Regions from separate parts of the Gossypium hirsutum genome. Here all the other regions are linked to region 2. The links are chromatin contacts, called in public Hi-C maps. All regions are on one chromosome and are shown on one strand. The core of a region is the stretch at or near the end of the contact, and the rest is flanking DNA. Distances in the headings are between cores, read along the strand shown. Region 1 holds the start of LOC107962335. Region 2 holds the start of LOC107962338 (probable sarcosine oxidase). Region 3 holds the start of LOC107962333 (putative peptidyl-tRNA hydrolase PTRHD1).

What was found. Hi-C and Micro-C count contacts between places; a contact is called where the count stands out from the background.
Region 1: a contact with region 2 is called in a Hi-C map of leaf, with 2.4 times the contacts expected there. The contact joins the promoter of LOC107962335 here to the promoter of LOC107962338 in region 2. A contact is called at or near these places in 3 of 34 Hi-C or Micro-C datasets (callus and leaf).
Region 3: a contact with region 2 is called in a Hi-C map of leaf, with 4 times the contacts expected there. The contact joins the promoter of LOC107962333 here to the promoter of LOC107962338 in region 2. A contact is called at or near these places in 4 of 34 Hi-C or Micro-C datasets (callus, hypocotyl and leaf).

The regions. Positions count from the first base shown.
Region 1 is chrA06:46,269,670-46,272,912 of Gossypium_hirsutum_v2.1, forward strand. It overlaps LOC107962335, which reads left to right and starts at 1,953. Exons shown (of 2, transcript XM_016898679.2): 1 at 1,953-2,494; 2 at 2,582-3,125. The coding sequence starts at 2,208. The coding sequence ends at 2,993.
Region 2 is chrA06:45,749,625-45,752,756 of Gossypium_hirsutum_v2.1, forward strand. It overlaps LOC107962338 (probable sarcosine oxidase), which reads left to right and starts at 1,496. Exons shown (of 1, transcript XM_016898681.2): 1 at 1,496-3,132. The coding sequence starts at 1,797. The coding sequence ends at 3,029.
Region 3 is chrA06:46,391,838-46,395,211 of Gossypium_hirsutum_v2.1, forward strand. LOC107962333 (putative peptidyl-tRNA hydrolase PTRHD1) reads left to right here and starts at 1,673. Exons shown (of 2, transcript XM_016898676.2): 1 at 1,673-2,101; 2 at 2,577-2,975. The coding sequence starts at 1,769. The coding sequence ends at 2,759.

The sequences.
Region 1 (3,243 bases), core at 703-3,202, 520 kb after region 2:
CAATTCCTTTTGGGTTTGAATATTACGTTTGATTTTTAAGAACAATATTAATGAATGTTTAGTGACATTAATAAATTTCTTATGCCCATCATCTTTTCTATTTTATATTCTGTCTTCCTTGAAAATTAAATAATATCATTGTTTGAAAAATAAATAATTTCATAAGTATTTTAAAAAGTATTATCTTTTCTAATGATTTAAAAATTCGTGTTAATTATCGAGGAGGCTCTGGTTTTTGAGTATTTTAATTTAAATTTAATCATCAATAATTTTGATGCATAGTTCTCTAATTTCATCATCTGCATATACATGTACTCAATTTGTAAATAATAGACATTTCAAAAAATATATATATATCAAGTTAATTTTACATCTAGGTAAGTTGGATTGAATGAATTTTGGTTTGAAATTTTTGACTTTTTTCGAGTCTAACTCATTTTTGGTGTTAGTTTATTTTGGGTTTGAGATAATATGATTTTGATAATTAATTTTTTTAAGGGTAATCTACTGAAATAGTTACATTTGTTTACATCAGATTACATTTTAGTTATTTATGTTTGAAATGTTACGTTTTAGTCACTTATGTTACTATTTTGTTACGAGGTGATCACTCTATCGTTAAATTCCGTTATCTCTCTAATGGTAATCCTACGTGGCAGTCCAACTAGATTTTAGATGCCAACTTGAATTTCTAAAAGGGATGAAAATAGATTTTTAATTAAAAAATTTAGTTAATTAAAATTTTTAAACCTAAACCTTAACTAAAAAATCTGTTTATCTCCTCTTTTTATATTTTCTTCAGTCTCTTCTTTTTTTCAATGGTTTTTTTTCATTTGATTGTTAAAATTATTATTAAGATCAATTTAATTGAAATCAAATTGACTGCTTCACAAAGATGGATTCAATGGAGGGTTCAGGTATGTCTTCTTTGCATTCCTCTATCTCTTTTATTCAATACTTAAAAACAAAAAGATTAGATTTTTTATTGTTTAATGGAAACCCTAAATTAAAATTCTTGATATGAATATTAACAACTAAAAGAATTTTAGATAAAAAAGGGATACCCACAAAGGGATTGTGAACAAACAAGCCGATTTAGATCAGAAAAAATCGAATTGAGAAACTAATTATTCAAGAACATGAAGAATTGGAAAATATAATGATTAGGAACAAAAATGATTACCATATTCTTATTTATCGACAACCACTTCATTTTAAGTTTTAGAACATAAATTTGTCGGTGAAGAAGACATACCTGGACCCTCCATTGAATCCTCTTTTGTTTTCGTATGTGACTAAAAAAATTTGATGATGATAGCTTTTTTAGTCAATTGAAAAAGAATACTAAAAAAGGGAGAGATGAACGATTATTTAACTAAGATCTAGGGTTTAAAATTTTTAATTAATTAAATTTATTTAATAAAAAATCTATTCTCATCTAATTAGAAAATCCAAGTTGGCACTTAAAATCTAGTTGGACTGCCACGTAGGATTACCGTTAGGGAGATAACGGAACTTAACGGAAGAGTGATTACTTCGTAACAAAATAATAACATAAGTGATTAAAACGTAACATTTCAAACATAAGTGACTAAAATGTAACCTGAAACAAACAAAAATAACTATTTTTATAATTTACTTTTTTTTTTAATGTGATTATAAATTCATATCATTTTAACATCTTTTGTCGCCACTTCAAATATGAGTTGTTTTAAATTAAGGTTGTATAGGATTTAAATTACTTTGATGCAAGTCAATTTTTGTTCGGACATGAAGAGTTAGAATTTATTTACCTTTTCATAACCAGATCAAAATAAATTGAATTAGGATTCGAATAGGTAAAATTAAATTTTCGAGTTTAGATAAAAATATAGAAAACTGAAATTAAATGTATAATTTGAAATTTAATTATTTTTATAAATATAAATAATGGATAGGGTTGATGATAATGAAAACTGGGGAGTATATTAAAAGTCATCTACAATCCATAGCCATTTCTTATCTGTTCTGCCCATTTTTCCTTCTCTCTCTATTTCTTTATATTTTTAAGGAGTAAATGAAATAGACATGGATTAGCTTAGCCCTATTGTTGTTGCTCTGGTCCCAAATCTTCCCTTTGTTATCCATATTTCTGTGCTTATAAATCCTTAATCTACGCCACCCCTTCATTCCTTGTTTTTATCTTTCCCTTCTTTAAACCTCTATAGATGGAAGTGCTGATGGGACCTACCTTCGCCATCGACGTTGCCGCATCGGCAGCGGCCTACACTAGAGACCGTTCTAAGGATACGATTTCGTCTCCTTGCTTGTTTATCAAGGACGATGAAGCTTGTCCCGGCTCGGATCCCAGGTCTCCGGATCTATCCTCCGATAGTTCCTCCTCGATCGGCTCCCCCGGAGACAGCGACGTTGAAGAAGAAGACGACGGTGTCGTTTCATCCGGGGAAAGTAAAGGGTTGTCTTTCGACTCCTTAGAGGACTCTCTTCCCATCAAGTTAGTATCGATTTTTTTCTTCTTTTTTTTTGTAATTTTCTCTGGTCTGATTTTCAACTGATCTTTATTTTTTTTTTTTGGTTTTAGGAGAGGATTATCGAATCACTACGTGGGAAAATCAAAATCATTCGCAAATCTATCTGACATAAACTCAGTGAAAGAGCTGCAAAAAGTGGAGAGTCCCTTCAACAAGAGGAGGAGATTACTGCTTGCAAATAAATGGTCAACGAGGTCCAGGAAATCATCTTTCTATTCATGGCAAAACCCCAATTCCATGCCTCTTCTTGCTTTGGTTGAAGACGATGAAGATACAGACAACAACAGCTACAATAAACAAACACCATCATCATCGCCGCCTTCATCGTCCTCCTCCTCGTCGGAGTATGATAAAATAACATCAACGAAACCTAAGTTGCAGCAAAGCAATCTGAGGGCTAGTTTCAAGTCTCAAAGTTGTCTTTCTCTTACGGATCTCCACGTACAAGTAGATCATCAATAACCCAGTTTTTGTTTTCTTTTTCACCATGAAAAATGCATTAGGATTTAGATTACTAGCAAAAAATTTTTACCATCGAAGTATATATGTAAAACTTTTAAAATTTTTTTTATATAAATAAAATATTTTCACTGATTTTATTATTGTTTTTTGGGGGATAGAGAATTAGTTTGTAGTTATATGGATGATGGTGGGATGGAGGATGATTTTTGTTTTGTCATGTTATTATGGTGATGAATGAATGGGGGGGACG
Region 2 (3,132 bases), core at 246-2,745:
TTTGCGAGTACTCCCTTGGGCGAAGTCTCTAAAGAGAATAGGTTGACGTGGTTCTATTCGCCCAAACAATGCTTTTGGCAGAAAAAGGTAAAGTAAATAGTTAGCTTAGGAGTAATAAGGGATCTCTAAGAAAAGAACTTAGTGAGTTGTCAAGGAATTTTAAGTATTAGAGATACAGTCGAAATGCATTGCATGCTAAGTTTGTCTAGTATGATCGTGGTTACGTCTTAACAAGTAGTTAGGAACAAACCATGAAATGAAATCATGGATGTTTATATAAATATATAAATGGATTTTCATACATGTTTCCTTACAGCCGTGAACCACCCATACGAAAACTTGATTAGGATTGTAACACGTGTCCAGTTATCATACAAAAAAGGGTTGTATAAAGGATTGTTAGTGGGTCAAATGTTTAGTCATTGATGAGTCAGCCATGCCACATTCAATTTGTCGTTATGATAGATTGATGCTACAATGCCAGTCTGTATATTGCAGAACCTACTGAATAAACAAAATCATTTCAATTGTGATTGCATTAGGTAAACCAAGACCCTCCATTTTTGGAACCTGCTTAAAACAAACACCATGTTATTAATTTCTCAGCATACATGCATAAATACACTGAGCTTATAATCAAATAATAATACTATAGTGGGCCATCATAGAAAGCAAAAGATCAATTAACCATAAAAAGAAAAAAAGAAAAAAAAGAAAGGGATAAATGGATGGTGACAAAAATGAAGGGTGTTGCACAAATAAAGCTACCTAATATGACAAAGGGATTGGCTTTCCACAAGATTCTCATTATCAACTCTTTTTTTAAATGATAAAGTCCCTTTTTTTTTTCAATAAAGTCCTATTTCATCATTAAGAAGACTTCATTTCAACCTTAATTGTGGTGGCCATCAATGTGCAGCAAAAGAATAATGTTTTTCCTTGCACTTGATTTTGATGCCATTGCATTAATTATGCTCATTGTTGTTGTATTTCTGTTATATTTAGTGCATTGACTTAACTCAAAATTGAATTATGTGATTTGTTTTTTCTTTTTTAAATGATTACGTGGTTAAATAAGCAAATACGGTGTTGTAAGATTATTCAGACTTTTTTTCATTACTTTCGTCATATTAATTTTAAAATGTCACATAATTTTCTATGTCATAATTAATTTTAAACAAAAACAATTTTACAAATTTGAGAAAATATAAAGAAAATTTAATTTCAAAACATTGGGTTTTGTTAAGAAAACACGAGATCTTTTTTTATTAATAACAATAATCATGGGTAAAAAATAATCATAAAATTCAAAAGTTTGAATCTTTTTTATTGTGCAAATCAAACTTAATTCAAGTTTAACTCGAACAAAAATGCTTACAACAACTTTAATATAAATATTTTAAGGATTCTATTAATTAAACTATAATTATTAAATGAACGGAATTGAGGAATTTTATAGAATTAAAAAGAAAGGACTGAATCTAAAATGTGAAAAAATACATGAACTGGAAGCATAATTAGAACATGAAACGTTCCAAATATATTGCTTACCAACTTTCGTATGTATTACGGAATTTAGATTAATCTTTAGTCAAATCAGGAAGAAACAAACAACATATGGCAATAATGAAATTACCTCCCAAATGTGGGCCTTTTTTTACATTAAAATATCATTTTAGATGCCTACTGCTATTGGCTAGTACTACTATATATGCCACACACTGCGAAATAATAACTAAGCCAAGTTGAAAGGAATAGCTAAACCCCCTTTCTGTCACTGTAACAGTGCGACGAATATGGGATATTCGGACTTTGAATTTGACGTAATCGTCGTAGGGGCGGGCGTCATGGGGAGCTCCACGGCGTACCAACTAGCCAAAAGAGGCCAAAAAACGCTACTCCTCGAGCAGTTTGACTTTCTCCACCATCGAGGTTCGTCTCACGGCGAGTCACGCACCATACGAGCAACGTACCCTGAAGACTACTACTTCGGCTTGGTCGATGAGTCCTATCGGTTGTGGGAGCAGGCTCAATCTGAAATCGGGTTCAAGGTTTACTTCAAGGCCCAACAGTTCGACATGGGTCCATCCGACACCAAGAGTCTCCTTTCTGTGATCGCTACTTGTCGAAAGAACGCCATCCGGTACCAAGTCCTCGATCACCGGGAAGTCGCTGAAAGATTTTCGGGACGGATCAATATACCGGAGGACTGGATTGGTGTGTCGTGCGAGCTTGGCGGCATCATCAAGCCCACCAAGGCAGTGTCAATGTTCCAAATGCTGGCTTTCAAGAATGGTGCATGCCTTAAGGACAACATCAAAGTGGTTAGCATAAACAAAGATGGTGACCGAGGACTGAAGGTAGCTGCAAGTAACGGTGAAATTTTTTGGGGCAAAAAATGTGTGGTGACAGTGGGTGGTTGGATGAGAAATTTGGTTAAAACGGTGTGCGGCATTGAACTTCCTATCCAACCATTGGAAACCAATGTATGTTATTGGCGGATTAAGGACGGACACGAGGTCGAGTATACAATTGGAAATGATTTTCCGACGTTCGCTAGCTACGGACATCCATACATTTATGGAACACCGTCACTGGAGTACCCGGGATTGATTAAAGTAGCAGTACATGGAGGCTATCAATGTAACCCAGACAAAAGGCCATGGGGACCAGGACTTGTGCCCGACTCATTAAAGCAATGGGTTGAGCAAAGATTCAAAGGGAAAGTCGATTCGAGCAAACCAGTCATAACTCAATTGTGTGTGTACTCGATGACACCTGATGAGGATTTCGTGATCGATTTTTTGGGAGGGGAGTTCGGGAAGGATGTGGTGATCGGAGGTGGGTTTTCAGGTCATGGGTTCAAGATGTCACCCGCGATAGGGAGGATATTGGCTGATTTAGCGCTTATAGGAAAGGCAAAGGGAGTTGAGCTAAAACAGTTCAGGATAGCAAGATTTGAGGAGAATCCTAGAGGGAACATTAAGGAATATGAAGATCAAGTTGGGTTATTAAAAAGTACATTGTGATTACTTGATTCTGTATGTGTTTTTCTTTCAGTTGCCATCAGCATCACCCTACTAATCTTTGCTTCTTTTTCTTTAGCTCTAGAATGAATAATCATCAAGAAAA
Region 3 (3,374 bases), core at 423-2,922, 640 kb after region 2:
TAAACAGGGTCTTACTCGCACACATATATCGGAATCACATATCGATGCCATGGTCTTACTCGCACATCACCTATCGGAATCCTATGTCATGACATATGTATCCTAGTTATTCCTAAGGTTCACACGGGGCTTTCAGATGTCATAACTCGGTCGAAACGAATTCAAAAATATAGTAACCAAGCTTGTATACAATTGGCTATTGTAGATATAATTTCACATATTTCATTTCAGCATATATAATTTGCTTTTAATTAAAATTAAGTATGTCTATTTCCTTATAAACCTACCTCGGACGATGTAAAACAGAATGGGATGACTAGTCGACAACTTTTGTTTTTCCCCGATCCAAATCTGATTTCTTTGGTTCTTGATCTTGATTGAGCTTAAGAGATGACCAAACCCTAGCTTCTATTATTTCTTTTCTTTTTGTTAAGTTTCGGCAAGAAGAAGAAGTATGAAAAGCTTATTTTAATTATCATATAATATAACATATATACTAACATATTATTATTTCATATTTTACCATTTTAACCTTTTATAATTAATAGCTAAAACATATATAATAAGGGTACAACCGGCCATCACTAAGTCCGATGGTCTATTTGCAAATTAAATGCTTCAATTTTCAAATCCAATAACAATTCGGTCCTTATACAATAAACTATCAAGTTTTCAATTTACTCGATTAAGTCCTTTTATTTAATTGGGCACTCAAACAACAAAATTAAATCACAAAAATTTCACAGATATAAATTCACACATAATAAACACAGAAAATAATTTTAAAATATTTTTCTGACTCGGATTCGTGGTCCTGAAACCACCGTTCTGACTAGGGTCTAAATTAGGCTGTTACACTTGCCATCTCACCTAACTCCCGTGGTTGGTCCATCAGTTATTTTACTGCTAGTATATCACATTTAGTTTTGATATCTTTCCCCGATGTCGTATTTAACTAATCAATAATTTACATTTAACTGACACTCGTACTCAGAATTTTTTTTTACTTAGCTACTTTGTTACGAGTTATGGCATAAAAAATTTTGAGGTGTTACAATAATATTATTGACTGAGTTGGTGTCACAAGTCAACTTGACGCTAACTCAGGATTGATGATAACAACATAACAACACCATGATAAATAATTGTAATATGCTTGAGTATTTAAATTTTAATTTACTCACAATTTAATCTCTTTTTTTCATTTTAGTATTGTATGCATTTCATGTGTTATTATTAGTTAATTTTAAACCATACGTTTAATTATTTATTGTATGTTATTTTTAAACACACTTCTATGTTCTAAATATGTAATTTCCACATATATATGCGTGTTATAGAATTTTCTAGTATTCATAATATTGTTGATTGAGTTTTAAGTTGATATCATAGGTCAACTCGACGCTAATGATAAATAACCATAGTACATTTAGTACTATTAATATGATGCATTCACATGTTTAAATTTTATTTTACTCACAAATTAATCTATTTTTTATTTTAATACCATACATATTTGATGTATTATTATATTTAGTTTCAATTTTTTTTTTGGTGAATAGAATGATTATTTCATGTTGTGAATTAAAGTTGCGAGAAATTGAAATCCAAGCGGTAATATGTGAATTAGGTAAGATTTTAATTGGAGAGTGAAATCATTACATTTTACAAAGAGGCAGTCCAATCCATAAATCCGGCCCAATACCTTTATAATTCTCAATACGAAATTCCACAACCAAGTTACGCAACGCAGCGTTTTTAGGTGTCGATGGCCGCATTAGCTCAACCTGCGACATTCCTTGGTTGCTTCCGCCCTTCCCCGAGAAGCTTTTCTAATATTAGGGTTCATCCCTCTCGGAACCTTTCGACCTCAATGAGTCTACAAAGCTCCGAACCTGTCGCCACCAAAACCGATCCTCCGACCGACGACGATGTGCTGCTGCAGTACGTGGTGCTTCGGAGAGACTTAATAGACAAGTGGCCTTTGGGGAGCGTGGTGACGCAGGGATGCCATGCTTCGGTCAGTGCCATTTGGTCTCACAAGGAAGACCCCCACACCCTCCAGTATTGCAGCCCTGATAACATTGACTCTATGCACAAGGTAACCAATGTTCTTGTGTTTATTCTTCTTCTTCTTTTTCCCACCATGAATGATTTCTTTTACATTCAACAGAGCATAGTGTACTGCTTTGAAAAACCCTGTTTATGATTTTTGGTCAATTGGAGGCAATCCTCATTGTGGCACATTGTTTTCTCTTCTCATATTGGGTTTGTTGTAGACCTTCGATTTACTTGGAGTTTTATCCACCCAAACGTAATGAGAATTGATCATTTTTAAGTTACAAATAATCCCATAGCAGAACTGAGAAAAAAGGAGAGGCATTTATCCCATAAAACTATCCAACAACGGTGTTTAATGCAAGACAAACATTTTGGATATCTATCCAATTCTGTTCTTACACTGTCGTAAATATAGCATAACAATGAAAACCATGAGGTGTTAATTGTAGGGTGATTTGCTGCTGTATCTAGAGTTGTGGATGATGAGCTAAGTGGTGAGGTTTTGGAACATGTAGGTAACACTTGAGGTGAAGGGAGAAACCCAGATATTGAACTTGTCAGAAAAGCTGTTGGCGGCGGGTATTGCTCATAAACTGTGGATTGAACATCCAGAAAACTTCCCAACTTGCCTGGCTACAAAACCCTACCCCAAGTCCATGGTATCGCCGTTTTTCAAGAAATTGAAACTTTGCAAGTGATTGTTTGATGGTGGGTTCTAAATCATAATAATTTAGCTTGATTCTGTTGAAACCCTCTTTTGTTCTAAACTTATGATTCTTTTGACATATGTTCCCTGTACGAGTTTAAATTTTTATACAGTATTGAAGCAGGTAGAGCTATTTGCCTAGGACTCTCTCTGAACTCAAGAAGATTGGCTTGTTTTTAATAAATAAAAGATGAAATGCACACTCTAATTTGTGTAGTTTTAGTTCCGATTTGGATAGTCCTACTTGAATTTAATTCAGATTATAAATCACAAAACAGCATACAAGCGCAAGCAAGGATAAGGATAGCTAGGCCGTAAATGAACGAATAATTTGTTTATTTTTAAGTTATGTGTTTGTTAATAATTACTACTTGATTCATGTTTGTTAATAATTTTAAAATGGTATGTTTCTTAATAATTAACTTGTTCATGTTCATGAATATTGTCACAAATAATGTTGATAAACAAACAAGTCTCTTTTATATGTAAAAACAATCATGTCTAAATTTTAATAATTATATTATATAATAATTGAACAACAGACAATTTAGTAAATGAATATAAAAAAAGAACTTATTTATAAACATAAATGAATCGAATGAGCCTT